3 separate regions of the Mus musculus genome follow, and regions 2 and 3 are each linked to region 1. A link is a contact called in public ChIA-PET and promoter capture Hi-C data. All regions are on one chromosome and are shown on one strand. Each heading gives the region's core, a stretch centred on a gene start, on an enhancer-like site or on the middle of the called end of the contact. The rest is flanking DNA. Distances are from core to core; before and after follow the strand shown. Region 1 holds the start of Lyl1 (lymphoblastomic leukemia 1). Region 2 holds the start of Hook2 (hook microtubule tethering protein 2). Region 3 holds the start of Dhps (deoxyhypusine synthase).

Region 1 (4,951 bases), core at 2,427-4,926:
TAGGGCAGAGCTGAGAGGTCATGATCCCTCCAGCAGGTGCTTTGTTGTTTAATTTTTTATGTACATGTGTTTGGCCTACCCATGTGTAAGTAAGTACACCATCTGCATGCAGTGCCTGAAGAGGCCAGAAGGTGTCAGCTTCCCTAGAACTGGAGTTAACAGAAGATTGTAAGCTGCGGTGGGGATGCTGGGTTTCAAAACCCAGAGTTCTCTGCAAGAGCAGCGAGTGGTCTTAACCACCGAGTTTTCTCTCCAGCCCCTGGCAGGTAGCTTTGACGTCACAGTGTGACCTGGGTTGCTGTGAACAAAATGGCTATGCCATTCCACAGGACCTGGCTTGTGCCCACCTGGGTGAGCCTGTGCTTTGGGGTCTAGCCTCCTCTTTGTGGTCTCTGTGTACCCAGGTCAGCTCTCCTTCATGCTGGTTTCCGAGTCTCTCTCTCCCATGCTTGTAAGAATGCAGTGAAGACAGATGCTCCCCCTGAGGCCCTCTGGGACATCATGCGTTGCTGGGTGAGAGCAGGTGACCCCTGGTTCAAGGCAGGAGGGCAAGGAAGGGGTGGTGGCCTGGGTGCTCCTTGGGCTTACCATGTCCTTGATCTCTGTCCCCAGGAAAAGGAATGTCCAGTGAAACGGGAGCGGCTGTCTGAAAGCAGTCCAGCATTCCGAATTCTTGCTGTGGAGCCCAGGTATGGACAGCTATGCAGGGAACAGGCTACCCCTCAGGTGCAGCAGGCACATGTGCACAGAGCACGGGCACTGTTGGAGGGGAATCCAGAACCTCTTTTGCACCCTGTCTTCACCCTGTGCCCTTTCCTACTCTTTTGCATCATCTGTTCTTGAGTCACACATACGTGTGAGTATCTGAGTCAGATTACAGAGCACAGAACCCTCCATGGCTGGCTCTTTGGTCTGTAGCTCAGCACAGTCTGTCCCACCTTTGCCCAGGTCCATCTCTCTCACCTCAGAGATGCCTTCTGGACTGGACCACTCTGTTAAGCGTTGTATCCCAACTTGTCTTTTATGTCCTAACACAACACTATTTTATTATTTTTATTCCTTTATAGTGCTGGGGATAGACCCTAAAGCCTTAAGCATTACTGGGCAAGCTCTCTACCTGAGCCACACCCCTAGCCCTAGTCATTTCTGATTTGTCTTCTTGCTTGTCTGTCTCTCATGCTGCCAACTCAGCTCCACTGGAGCAGATCCAGAAACTCACTAGGAAATTCAAGTGGTTACTGAATAAATGAAAGAACTCTGAGCCTGGCAGACCTGTGGTGTTGCCTCAGGGTGGGCAGGTTCTGGGGCTGAGTTCACCCTGCATGGCCACTGCCTCCAGCCTCCACCCATTTGTCCAGGCTGAAGGCCAACTTCAACATCCGGGAAGACGCCAACCCCAGCTCCCGCCAGCGAGGACTTAAGCGCTTCCAGGCCAATCCAGAAGCCAACTGGGGTCCCCGGCCCCGTGCCCGGCCAGGGTGAGTGGTAATGTTGTAGAAGTGAGGGTTTTCCAGGGCTGGGCAAAGACAAAGTGGGGTACCAGCACCCCTCTCTGCACAGGGGCAAGGCAGCAAGTGAAGATCTAGCAGGGAGGCGGAGGCTGCTACAGAATAAGAGGAAGGAGCCAGCTGAGGACCCGGCCCAGCGTGCAGCTCGCCTTAAGACATTTCCTTGCAAACGATTCAAAGAGGTGATCTCTCCTTCCACCTTCCATGCAACTGGACCAAGGTTGGGCCTCTGGCACAGCTGGGGCCAGAGACTGAGGAAAGAAACCCAGCTCTGTGCTCACAGCCTGGGGCTTCACACCCTGTTTTCCCACCAGGGTACCTGTCAACTAGGGGACCAGTGCTGTTATTCACACAGTCCTGCAGCTCCTGTGGCCTCTGGTGATATCCCCATCGAAGAATGTCCAGAGACTACCACCAAGATCTCCCCTGGACCAAAGGCTGCTGCTGGGGGTATTCCTGGGCCAGGTGTAGACTGAGACAATAAAGAGATGTAACCTGCTGGTTGTCATTTTGAATTGGGAAGCCATCTGCATGGGGGACTCTGCCCGTCTGAGGAGTGGTTGTTCCTGCCTTACTGCAACTTTGTCTCTTTGACATGGAAACTGCTCTGGCTGCTCAGGAGAGCAGTTCATCAGGTGGCCACAGGGCGGCATCTGCAAACAGGCTGCCTCCCCTCTTCCAGCTATCCAGGCATTTCCTCCACTTCCCCAGTGCTCGCAAATCCCACTGCAGTCTCAATCCTATTGCCTGGTTTCTTGGGCTCAGCTGTCTGCAGTTGGTGTAGTGGCGGAAGCCAAACCGGAACCAGGCATTCTGTGCATCCGCTCCAGACCAGGTGCTTCCTGTCCTGCTTGCTCCTCAATAGGAGTATGCTCTCAGAACACAGGCGGCTGCTGAGACACCCAATGAAGAGACGTTCTCTCCCCTCCCCCTAGAGTAGAGGATTATTAATGTTAGGGGAGAGTCCTGGGGCAGAATCTCTCCCAGCACATGCACCCATCACCATCAGTCAGAAAGTGAAGCCCACTGTAGCAAGCTGTGCTAGAGGAGTCACTAGGGTGGGTAACTGGGTCTTTGGCTTAAGCACTTTGATGAGTCTGCATGGCCACTGAGCCCCTCTCTGGGTGTGCCCACAATTAACCAGATACAGGGGACAAGCCTCCTGGAGTGCCTGGGATTCAGCTCATCTTGGAAGTCCCCCTCCCCTTTTTGGGAGGAGGCAGAGTCTCTACATAGACCCGACTACTGAAACTCAATATTTAGACCAGGCTAGCCTTGAACTCAAGAGATTCAACTGTTGGGATCAACATGCCTGGCCCTTTTGGAGCTTACAGCTGGGGTCCCAGGATTTTTGTAACTTTTATACGGATTTTTTTTCTTTGACTTTTTCCTGCATGCATGTATGTGCACCATGTGCAAGTCTGGTGCCCTCAGAGTTAAGATGTCACATTTCTTAGAACTGGGGCTAGGGGGGGGCTGGCGAGATGGCTCAGTGGTTAAGAATGCCGGTTGCTCTTCCGAAGGTCCAGAGTTCAAATCCCAGCAACCACATGGTGGCCCACAACCATCTGTAACAAAATCTGATGCCCTCTTCTGGAGTGTCTGAAGACAGTGTACTTACATATAATAAATCTTAAAAAAAAAAAAAAAAGAACTGGGGTTAGTTATGGTTGTGAGCCATAACAAAGTGTGAGCCCTTTACAAAACCAACATGTGCTGTTAGCCACGAAGCCATCTCTCCAGTCTCTAGGTTTCCAGAATTCAGAAGATCACTCCAGAATACCTGGCAGTGAGGGATACCACCTAGTTGTGGTATGGCTGAGTAGCATCTTGGGGAACTTGGGAGCAACTTCTGGGAAACTCAGATATGGCTTTGACACTCATCTCACCCGCCTGGGCTTGGAAATACGTTAGCAGTGCCACAGGTTCGGGACACCTGCACCTCGGTGTCAGGACACGGCAAGGCCACATTACCAGAATTGTCTCCTTCCGGAGCCCTATTCCTGGGTGTGTGTGTGGGGGGGGGGGGTGCAGTCCACAGGGGGATCTGTAAAAAAAGAGGAACTAGGCTGAGGCTCATGGGTCATGGGGCCTCAGAGGACCGGAAAGGGGCCCCTTCCACCCCCATCAGCATAGGGGGTGGGGTTCAAAGCTAGACCAACCTCAGAGGACATCAGAGGCAGCCTTGCCACCTTTCCCCTTTGCACACGTTTGGCGCTGGGCTCCTGAGGGTTGGGGGGTCTTCCAGTGCTGTGGGAGCAGCAAACCCCGAAGGGTGACTAGCCGGGGTGGATCAGGAGGTGCGCGCTCCGTGATCCCTGCCCGCTGGTTTCCTCCGGGGTCAGCATTGCTTCTTATCAGCCGCGGCCAGGCAGCCAGACCCTTATCTGCACAGGCCCAGCATCCTCTGGCCTCTGCGCCAGCGGGTAAGAGGGAGGAAGCCAGGCTGTCGGGGGCGGGGGAAAGGGCGGGTCGGTCCAGGAGCAGCTCACTTTCTCTTGGAGGTACCCACCACGACGCCTCCGAAGCTACTCAGGCCCTCCGGAGCCCGGGAGGTGGCGCAGCCCAGCTCTGAGGCCCAACGGGAGGGATTACCTGGAGCACACCGGCCGAACTGGACAGTGGAAACTGTCTCCTGACCTGGACTGACAAACCTGACCACACAGCCGGGTTCTCCAAGCTGTGGAAACTGCTACAGGGTAAGAAAGACGCTTTAAACATTAAGGAGTGTCTGTGCCTGTATTCGGTGTTTGTTACTTCATTTATTTATTCATTCACTGGAAGTGAGGAGGCACTGAAATGTCCTCAGTTGGGGAAAACAGGGCAGCAATGTGGGAAGTCACACACTGGCAGGATACCCCAGACCTTAGAGCCCAGCAAACGTGGTAAGTAGGGTGCTGATGGGGTTGGGGGCCAGTAAGAGGAACTTTCAGCAAGGGTAGAGGCCCCTGGAATAGCCATGGAGAGGTGGCAGAGGGTGACTCTTGGAGACTTAGGAGGTCTTAGAGTTAGTCCGGAGATTCCTATCTTATTCCCAGCTGCAGGTAGGAGAGATTCTGAAAGATGGGAACTAGTTCAGAGACTGAAGATGCCCATTACAAACAATTCATAGGGTCAACGCTGCCTAGTATCTGATAGACACCCCCTCTTGTGGAGGAGGCTCCCCTCTTGTGGAGGAGGCCCTCCTTTTAGGTCCTAGCAGTTTCTAGGACCACTTTTCTACCTTTGATTATTGAACCCCCAATCCCTTTCTCGCCTAAGGGTGCTCTTACATTGAAAAGCTCAGGTTAAACAGGTGGGAGAAAGATGGTCTTTGGCCTTCCTTCCCCTTAACTTCACTCTCTCCCACAGGTTAGCATTCTATCCGTGGGGTCCATGTGCCCGCCCCAGGCCAGAGCAGAGGTGGGTTCCGCCATGACTGAGAAAACTGAGATGGTATGTGC
Region 2 (5,005 bases), core at 159-2,658, 290 kb after region 1:
CCAGTCTGGAAGCACACTCCCTTCTATACCTTTCCACAGGGTCTCAGGGACTGGAATCAGGAAAACAAGGCGTGAGGGTCTGTGGAAGTGTGAATCAGCCTCCAAGGCTCTCTGGTGTGTGCAGCTGAGAGTTTGAGTGGGTTGCAACCGAGTGTCTGTAGTAGATTAACAACTCTAGTAAGATAGAGGGCGGGTGGCTGATGTCGCTGGGCTCACCCAACCAGGACAGGGTCGCTGGACTGGATCCCGGCTCATTGCCTGGATGGAAGCAGAACATTATCCCCCTCCGAACTGAACCCGCCCCAAAGCAGAGCCGGCTCCACTCCTCCCTCTGGGCACATTTAATAGCCTCTAATTACAGCACATTACCCCACCCGCCAGAGAGGGGAGGGGCTACTAGTGGACCCAGGGGTCAAAGGGCGTGGTCTGGGCTTTACCCCTGGCGTCAAAGCCCGTGTACTTTGTAGCCGCTGTTTACTCATTTGCAAAGCGGCGGATTAAAAAAAAATTAAATAAAAAAATTAAATAATACAGTTTCTAAAATTAAGAAACAAAACCTGGGAATTAAAGTAGCCCTTGTCTCCTAGGGTCGTGGAAAACATTCAATTGTCTGTAGATATATAGCTTATTGTAAAGTCTGAAAACAGTAAGCACTCCACAAATGATGTCTTGAGACTTTATTGTCAAAAAATTCTAAGCTCTCTGCGCTCCCCTAAACCGGCTCAACCGGTGGACGCACCCTTTTCCCAGAAGGATGCGTTCCTACGTTCTGCGCGCCCCCTGGTGGGCTTCAGATCACCCGCAGCTTTGGCCAGGTCGAGTGTTTTTTAGGGCAGGAAGGTGCTCAAAGCACCCGGGGCCGGGAAGGAGCAGAGTAGCTCGCAGGAAAGAGACCCCGGGCTGGGCAAGTGCTATGTCCTTTACTCAGGACATACTTGACCCTTCCTGCTCCCAACCATACCCGAGTTTTCAGAAGGACTCCAGCCAGAATCACTTCTCTGGGGAAGACGCTTTTAAGATCCTCTCACTCCACGACTACAGGATTTATAATTATTCTCTGCGCCCACATTAAGAAAGGCTCAGATCATAACGCGGCTAAACCGGAGGATTTCTTTCAGCTTTGGGGGGGAACCATTAAAGTGCCTGTGAAACTGGGTGCGGTAGATCCGCCTTAAAAGGATCTTGAGGACCACTCCACTACATAAAGAGAAGCCGCGAGGAGTGGAGGTCACCAGCAGCAGGACTGAGCCAGACTGACACCTAGCGGCAGAATGTGCACTTGCCTATGTCCCGCATCTAAGATGGCGAGGCAAGTGTTTGCAATGGGAGATCACGTGTCTGGGGCGGAGCCTATGGCTAGGGGGCGGGGTGGAGCGGGGCGGCGCTCTAGGCCGAGCGGGAGGTCTGGGCTTCGGGCGCTCGCTGGTGGCGGACCCGGAGGCTGCTGCTGCGTGCCGGGGCTCCTTGGCCCGGATCGAATTCGATCCGGAGCCATGAGTGTGGACAAGGCCGAGCTATGCGGGTCTCTGCTCACCTGGGTAGGTCGGGGGGCGGGGCTGGGTCAGGTGTGCGCCCTCTCCTCTCGTCCTGTCTTGGTCTTCTTTCCTCGGTTTTGGACCTGGAAGGAGGAATAGATCGTAGGCTTGCTGGGCCGTTGGACTCTGACCTGACCACCTGCGTCTGTCACGTGGGCAGGCCTGAGCGAAAAGACCAGGTGAGGCCACGCCCCTCTGGAGGGCACAGGCCTGGTCACATGTTAGCAGTGGGGACCAGGTGACTGGTGGTAACGCCCTGACCTAGGTTTGCAGGGTTTGCCAGGATAGGTAAAATGAAGCCACGCCCCGTCCTTGCCTAGGCGTGTAGAAGTCACGCCCCCGAAGATGTGATATGTTGGTGCTACAGGCTAATGCCTTTCTAACCCCGTGAAATGTCTGATGGCTGGGGAAAAAGTCTGCAATTCCAGGTCCTCAATTTTCCTGTTGCCCTTCCGTCTTCCCCCTTTAGTTGCAGACGTTCCAAGTTTCACCCCCCTGTGCCAGTCCCCAGGACCTGAGCAGCGGACTCGCCATAGCCCATGTGCTGAATCAGATGTGAGTGTGGCGGCTGAGTGGGAGGATCCTGAAGGGCTCCCCAGCCTGCTCATCCCATCTTTCTGCCCCTAGAGACCCTTCCTGGTTCAACAACGAATGGCTCCAGGGCATCTCAGAGGACTCAAGCCCCAGCTGGAGGTTGAAGGTGACAGGTGGACTCATGACTAGGGAATAACTAGAGGACTTAAGGAGGTGAAGGCAAAGGGAAAGCTAGATACATGTCCTGTGCGATGGACAGGCAGTCTTGTCAGGAAGAGAGCCAGATGTCTGGTGATCAGCAAGCTATTTTTGTTTATATTGAGCACCCACAATAGGACAAAAAAACTTGCCACCATTCTTATGATGTGGGCAAAAGCACACACACAACACATGTTAACTTCCAAGAGGTGTGCTGGCAAATGCTTGTAATCCCAGCTATGGTGGTGTGTTAATACAGGAGGGTGGTAAACCATCCATCATCCCGTCTCAAAACCTTTAAAAGGCCAGGGATATAGTTGGCAAAAGAGAATTTGCTCACCCTACACAAGGTCCTGAGTTCAATCCCAAGTAGCAGGGTATGCTGGGTGGGGGGTGGGAGGGGGGATGGGCAGGGGTAGCCAGACCATGTGGCACACATGGAGTCCCAGTACTTAGCAAGCCAGAGGATCAGGACATCAAGGTTATCTTGGGTGGCTACACAGTAAGTTAGAACTCATTCTGAGCCACATGACACACTGCTTCAAGAAACAAAACTGGGCTGGAAGAATGGCTTGGTGGTTAAAAATGGATACTGTTCTTCCAGAGGAACTTACTGCTTCTCCAGAGAGGACGCACAGACATCAAACAGCTCTCAACCACCTGCAACTGCTCTAGGGGATGTGACACTTGTAGCCTCTGCAGGCATCCTCATATTCTCTTTCTTTCTCTGTCTGTCTCTCTCTCACACACACATACACACATACTTTCACACACACACTCTCTCTCACACACACACACACACACATACACACATACACACATGGTTAAAAGATAAAATAAATCTTAAAAAAACAAGAAAACAAATTCATATAAACCTATGAAGACAGTAAAAGGAGGGTCATGATAGCGATGGGAGGTGGGTAGGTGCTTATTTTGTTTTTTTTTTGGGGGGGGTTGTTTTGTTTTTGTTTTGTTTTGAAACAGAGTTTTTTTGTGTAGTCCTGGCTGTTTTAGATCTTGCTGTGTAGACCAGGTTTGGCCTCAAATTCAGAAATCTACCTGCCTCTGTCTCCCAGGTGCTGGGATTAAAGGCAGGTGCCACCATTCCTAGCAGGGACTCTATTTTAAGTACTGTGGAATGGTCTTAGCAAAGGAAAAACACAGCCTGGCTAAGCCGTTTCGAAGCTGCCCTTGGCTACCTGGGAAGAGATGCAGCACAGGTAGCAAGAGTAGGAAATGAAAGGTTGGGAATGGGGCTCAGCAGACCACAGCTGGTCCAGACTCCAGCACTTAAGGGCTGGACGCAGAATAGGAGAATAGTAAGGCGCCAGGGAGTGGCTCAGTGGAAAAGTCCTTGTCTACCATACCTAAGACCCTGGATTTGATCAGCAGAACTTCTACCCCATCCAACAAAGGTGGGAGATGAGAAACAGTGGGTACAGTCATCCAAGTGAGAGATAGTAGCAGTTGGGCCAGAGAGTGAAAGCCATTGCATTCTGGAACTTGTGAATTAAGAAGGTCAGGTAGACACTATAGACCATGCAGTTTAGCTCTAGAGGAGAAGGATATTTAGAACAGGGCCAGACAACAAGGTGGGATAATCAGGGAATGAAAATTGAGGGACGGGGAGGAAGTGAGGATAGGTTGGGGGGGGGGAGTTGCTGTAGACTTGCATGCATAGATAACTCCTTGGCGTCACCAGGTCAGGAAACTGGAGAAGATCTTACAGAGCTTGGTGGAATACTCGAAGAATGTGAGTAACTGCAAAGGAATTTAGGGGCTGGGTTGGGAGTCAGGGTTCAGTCTGTGAGCCCTGAAAGCTCCCTCTCTCGGTGTTCTCAGGTTCTGGGGCACCCTGTGTCAGATCAGCATCTCCCAGATGTGAGCCTCATTGGCGAGTTCTCAAATCCTGCAGAACTTGGCAAACTGCTTCAGTTGGTACTGGGCTGTGCTATCAGTTGTGAGAAAAAACAGGGTATGAAGAGGGGTAGAGGGGAGGAAACTGAGAGCACCCAGAGGATACCCTGAGGAAATGTTCTTTCCTCTCCAAGCCATCCCTGGTCTCAGCCTCTCGCCTTCACCTTCATCCCCAGAGTATATCCAAAGAATTATGACCCTGGAGGAGTCTGTTCAACATGTAGTGATGGAAGCCATCCAGGAGGTGGGTGCAGGCATCCCCTATAGAAATCCAGAAGGGTCGGGGGAGGGGACATTTATTTCTAGGGTAGAAGCAAGTGAGCACAGACCTGGCTTTGCATGGTAAGGTTAGGCCTCGGCCTGGAAGTCAGCAGGCCAGGTCTTATATATGTCAGCTCTCAGTCAGAATCCAGCAGCCTCAAAAGTTGTGGTCTTTTTCTACACTGGAAGGAGCCTCTGGGCAGGAGTTATCTGGCAAAAACTAGCCTTGGGGAAGAGGAAGAGGAGGGAAGAGTTTCCTAGGCTGAATTGTAGAAACCTTGAAGGTTGTATCAGAGAGCCTAGCTTACCATAATGCCCCCTTCCACAGCTCATGACCAAAGACACTCCTGATTCCCTGTCACCAGAGAATTACGGGAATTTTGATACACAGGTAATGATCACAAAACTTGGTAAAAGATTCAACCCCACCACTGGTTCTCTGGGCTGCTGAGGCGGAAAGGCTTGTCCTTAGGTAGTCCAGACAGCAGGGGTGAACTTTTGATTCTCCTGGGACTGCCTGGCTTGTAGCTGAGATTACAGCTGAACACCTGATAAGGGGG
Region 3 (4,371 bases), core at 669-3,168, 370 kb after region 1:
AGGTATCCAGGCCTCCTGACAAAAGGCTTTACCCAATAAGTCATGTCTTACCAGCCTAGAGACCAAGTTCTTGCTATGTCCCTACCTGCTCTTCCCTCTGCTTGCTGATCATGGTGACTCTGAGCATAACAGCCATTACTATATGTATATGTATTTTAAAAAAAGATTTATTATTTATATGAGTACACTGTAGCTGTCTTCAGATACAGCAGTAGAGGGCGTCAGATGTCATTACAGATGGTTGTAAGCTACCATGTGGTTGCTGGGATTTGAACTCAGGACCTTCCTAAGAATATTCAGTGCTGTGCCGGGCGTGGTGGTGCACACCTTTAATCCCAGCACTTGGGAGGCAGAGGCAGGCGGATCTCTGAGCTCGAGGCCAGCCTGGTCTACAGAGTGAGTTCCAGGACAGCCAGGGCTATACAGAGAAATCCTGTCTCAAAAAACCAAAAAAAGAATAGTCAGTGCTCTTAACAGCTGAGCCATCTCTCTAGCCCCCCCGCCATCACTATCTTAGTCAGAGTAGCCATAGCTACCTTCATTCAACTTTTTCCCTAGAGGAGGAGGAGGAGGTGATAAGTATCATGGATTCAAGTCACTTTGCCCTCCCGGATGTATGCAGACCTCCCTCCAGGTAGTGGTACTGGGCACTGATGGCAGATATTGGTTAAATGAAGGGGATCGTTGGAAAAATAGTGTCTCTGAAGTCTTTATGTAATAGGAATTTTCTGGGTCTTCTGGTCTTGGCAGTTTTCACCAATCACCTTTTCCTTCAGCTCAGGTTACCAACTCCTCCTCCTCCTCTTCAGAGAGAGAGAGAGAGAGATTGATTGATTGATTGTAGGCCAGAGGACAACCTCATATGTCACTCTCAGAAGACATTCACCTGGTCCTCAAGCCTGTGTTATGACCTTGTGCATGCATGGCCTGCTGTGGCGGTCAGAAGAGAATGTATGGGAATCCAGACTCTTCTTCTATCGTAAGCCTTTGGCTACTGAGTCATTCTGCAGGCCCCATCCCAAGGATCTGCCTGTCTCTGCTTCCCCAGAGCTGGAATTACTGGTATTGTCAACCCCCAAGCCCCTTGAGTTCTGGTAATTGAACGCACATATACAATCCACACTCTTGCTTTTTCAAAAAGCAAGGACCATACTAACATCTATTTCCCTAGCCACACAGGTCCCTTTTGTTAAGACAGGGTCCTGCTCTCTATCGTTCAGCCTGGCCTGGAACTCGAGATTCTTCTGCCTCGACCTCTGGATTGCAGTGTGTCCCAAGCCTGGTTTAATCACTAAACCATTTTCTGTTTCATCATACTATGGTCACCGGGAGGTCAGAGGTCTTGTCCATTGCTAAATCTCAGCTTCCAGCAGAGAGCACTATTTCTAGTCTAGACTACACAAACCAGAAGAAGGGGTGCCCCTGTCCTAGGCTCAGTGTATCATTAAGAGGATGCATGATAGATTCTCAGCAAGCTTCTCGTGGTAAATAGATGGCAGTCATCCCTGCCTCCCCAGAGGCCCATGATCCAGTTAAAATTGAGCTATGGCTGGAGGGGGAAAAGAGGAGGCAACAAAGTTTGTGGAGACTGGAAGAAGCATCAAAAGAAAACACTATTCCATTTGACAAAAGGCTGCAACTCTTTTTTTTTTTTTTTTTTGCCTGATGCCCTAAGTCGTGTTCAAGGACACCGTCCAAGAAACAATCACTTCGCTCATGGGGGACAAGAATATTTGGACAGAGAGACAGCTTGCAAACTAGGCACTTCCCTATGCTTGAAGCTCAGTAACAGCTCCTGGACCACATGTACGGAACACAGGGATAAAATGGCGGCTACCAGGACGGCGGGCGCTGCCCAAGGTCACGAGACCAAGTGACTTCCGGTTTCGTCGCCCCACGCCCCCAAGGCTCTCGAGTCGCACTTCCTGGGCTCCGGCCGACCTCGCTGAGGGATTTTGCGGGTCTCAGGGCGCCGAGGCTGCTGAGACCTGAGAGCGGCCGCGAGCACATGGAAGGGACCCCGCCAGGGGCGGCGCCCTCCTCGGCGCTGGCCGCCGTGCTCAAGCACAGCTCAGCGTTGCCGCCCGAGAGCGCCCAGGTCCAAGGCTACGACTTCAACCGCGGCGTAGATTACCATGCGCTTCTGGACGCCTACCGCACCACCGGCTTCCAGGCTACCAACTTCGGGCGCGCGGTGCAGCAAGTCAACGCCATGGTGAGGCGCGGGGCCACCCGGGCGGGATGCCGGGCCGCTGCGCGCGGATTTCCGCGTGAGCGTCCGGGAGAGGGCGGAGTCCGGGTAAACTAGAGTTCTGCGATGGGTGGAGCTTGGAGTTAAAAATCCAAAAGGGCTTTGTAGGAGGAGCTTAACGCTAGGGGAGCCCGGGGTTCGATTTTCCCGGTGGAAGGAGACTTGAAGATACTGGGTGGTTCTCAAACCATCAAGTGACAGACCTGGACCTGGAATGGGAGGGTTAGGGTCTGCCCAGGGGTTGTGCTTTGGTTTTGTAGTAGTCTCCCTGAGTGCAATCAACCTCTGGAATCCAGGCCAGGTAGGGTACCTCAACTGAGGTTTGGAGTCTTAGTGCAACTTTCCTGTGCCCTTATGACCAGATTGAGAAAAAACTGGAGCCACTGGCTGTAGATGAAGATCATCACGCAGACCTGACTCAGAGCCGCCGCCCACTTACAGGCTGCACCATTTTCTTGGGCTATACTTCCAACCTCATCAGTTCAGGCATCCGGGAGACCATTCGATACCTCGTGCAGCACAACATGGTGGGTCCACGTTAGCTCTGGAACCCCAGCCTCCTTGGGCCAGTAGGAAAAAAAAAAAAAGGGTTATTTTTCAGTTAAGAGAAATGAAGAGGCTCAGAGATTATTTGCGGTCCTGTGAAAGATTTGGGTTTGCTTTTTAACAACCACATGGTGACTCAGAACCGTCTGTAATGGGATCTTTTGATGCCATTACAGATCTGGTGTGTCTGAAGAGAGGGACAGTGTATTCACATATATTAAATACATCTTTTAGTCTTTTTTGTTTTTGTTTTGTTTGAGACAGGGTTTCTCTGTATAGCCCTGGCTGTCCATCCTGGAACTCACTCTGTAGACCAGGCTGGCCTTGAACTCAGAAATTCTGCCTGCCTCTACCTCCCAAGTGCTGGGATTAAAGGCATGCACCACCACCGCCCAAAATAGATTAAAAAAAAAAAAGGGTGTGAGGAGATGGAGTATTGTTCTTTGACATCCCGGCAGTCCTCATGCCTCAGCCTCCTTTCCGAGTGCTGGGATCGCAAGACCGTGCCACTTTTTCTGGCTGTGGGTCTGCTTCAGGCAGAGGGAGGCCTGGCCTGGAGTTGGTTTTGTTGTAGCGCTCATGCTTAGGTCTGGATGAGCTCACCCAGGTTAGGTTGCTGCTTAGAAGGGGGGGTCAGTGTTGCCTGCGACCGACCACAGGTGGATGTATTGGTGACCACTGCTGGAGGTGTGGAAGAAGATCTCATCAAATGCCTGGCGCCCACATACCTTGGCGAGTTCAGCCTCAGGGGGAAGGAGCTCCGGGAGAGTGGGATCAACAGGTGAGGGAGGCTTTGAGTAGTGGTCGGGGCGGGGAAGCTGGGCAGAGGATCCCCGTGACCCATGCCCGCATGGCTCCCATTTCCAGGATTGGAAACCTGCTGGTGCCGAATGACAATTACTGCAAGTTTGAGGACTGGCTCATGCCCATTCTGGACCAGATGGTGCTGGAGCAGAACACAGAGGTGGGGCTGGAAGGGCTCGGGGACCTGCATAGTAAGAGTCAGAAGACATATGAGCTAATACGATATTCTCTCCCATGATAGGGTGTGAAGTGGACACCTTCCAAGATGATCTCCCGGCTTGGGAAGGAGATCAACAACCCAGACTCTGTGTATTATTGGGCCCATAAGGTGGGTTGGGTGGGGACGGTATTCCCAGGCTTTGGCTTGTACTGACTTTGTCTTTGTAGCTACCTGAGCGTCTCTATAATTATTCTTGGTCTCCCCAAATTAGACGAGGTGTATCACTTGATGGCAAGGTTCTCCTAGTTATGCCCCTACACTCCCGGGATTTAGTGTAGTACCCTAGAAGTCAGTGGGGCCTGACCCAGGGTACTGTGCACCCAGGGACAGTGCAGCACAAGAGTCTGGAAGTGACAAGCCAGTGCTCAGTGTGCCAGCACCTTCAAGCCATGTGTGGTTTTCCTCACTCTGCCTCCACATGTAGAACAGAGGGGTCATGTCCAGCAGAGAAATTGAGTGGCCTACACAGGTTGGGAGGGACGCCACTGGGTTGGGGGTCAGGGTTTTCCTGGGGTGTGAGCTGTAGCTGCTGACTGGTCTTGTCTCCACC

The links. ChIA-PET counts read pairs in DNA pulled down with a chosen protein or histone mark. Capture Hi-C pulls out chosen DNA fragments and counts their contacts.
Region 2: a contact with region 1 is called in a promoter capture Hi-C map of liver. The contact joins the promoter of Hook2 here to the promoter of Lyl1 in region 1. A contact is called at or near these places in 10 of 39 promoter capture datasets (the C10 cell line, cranial neural crest, frontonasal cranial neural crest and 6 more), 2 of 15 datasets of contacts at CTCF or cohesin (both in embryonic stem cells), 4 of 484 Hi-C or Micro-C datasets (LSK cells, erythroblasts, neutrophils and 1 more), 3 of 115 datasets of contacts at active chromatin or transcription factors (the HPC-7 cell line, bone marrow-derived macrophages and pancreatic cancer cells) and 3 of 9 other capture datasets (adipose tissue, liver and pancreatic islet).
Region 3: an RNA polymerase II ChIA-PET map of effector CD8 T cells shows a contact between it and region 1, with 12 read pairs. The contact joins the promoter of Dhps here to the promoter of Lyl1 in region 1. A contact is called at or near these places in 2 of 39 promoter capture datasets (the C10 cell line and pre-B cells), 1 of 484 Hi-C or Micro-C datasets (regulatory T cells), 2 of 115 datasets of contacts at active chromatin or transcription factors (bone marrow-derived macrophages and effector CD8 T cells) and 3 of 9 other capture datasets (adipose tissue, liver and pancreatic islet).

The regions. Positions count from the first base shown.
Region 1 is chr8:84,697,781-84,702,731 of GRCm38.p6, forward strand. Lyl1 (lymphoblastomic leukemia 1) reads left to right here and starts at 3,677. Exons shown (of 4, transcript NM_008535.2): 1 at 3,677-4,207; 2 at 4,860-4,951. The coding sequence starts at 4,884. Trmt1 (tRNA methyltransferase 1) reads left to right here. Exons shown (of 17, transcript NM_001164559.1): 13 at 405-513; 14 at 613-689; 15 at 1,359-1,478; 16 at 1,561-1,690; 17 at 1,823-2,028. The coding sequence ends at 1,984.
Region 2 is chr8:84,989,215-84,994,219 of GRCm38.p6, forward strand. It overlaps Hook2 (hook microtubule tethering protein 2), which reads left to right and starts at 1,409. Exons shown (of 21, transcript NM_001372357.1): 1 at 1,409-1,538; 2 at 2,005-2,090; 3 at 2,163-2,235; 4 at 3,970-4,020; 5 at 4,110-4,242; 6 at 4,361-4,428; 7 at 4,774-4,836. The coding sequence starts at 1,494.
Region 3 is chr8:85,069,839-85,074,209 of GRCm38.p6, forward strand. It overlaps Dhps (deoxyhypusine synthase), which reads left to right and starts at 1,919. Exons shown (of 9, transcript NM_001039514.1): 1 at 1,919-2,215; 2 at 2,614-2,778; 3 at 3,457-3,578; 4 at 3,665-3,761; 5 at 3,843-3,929. The coding sequence starts at 2,009.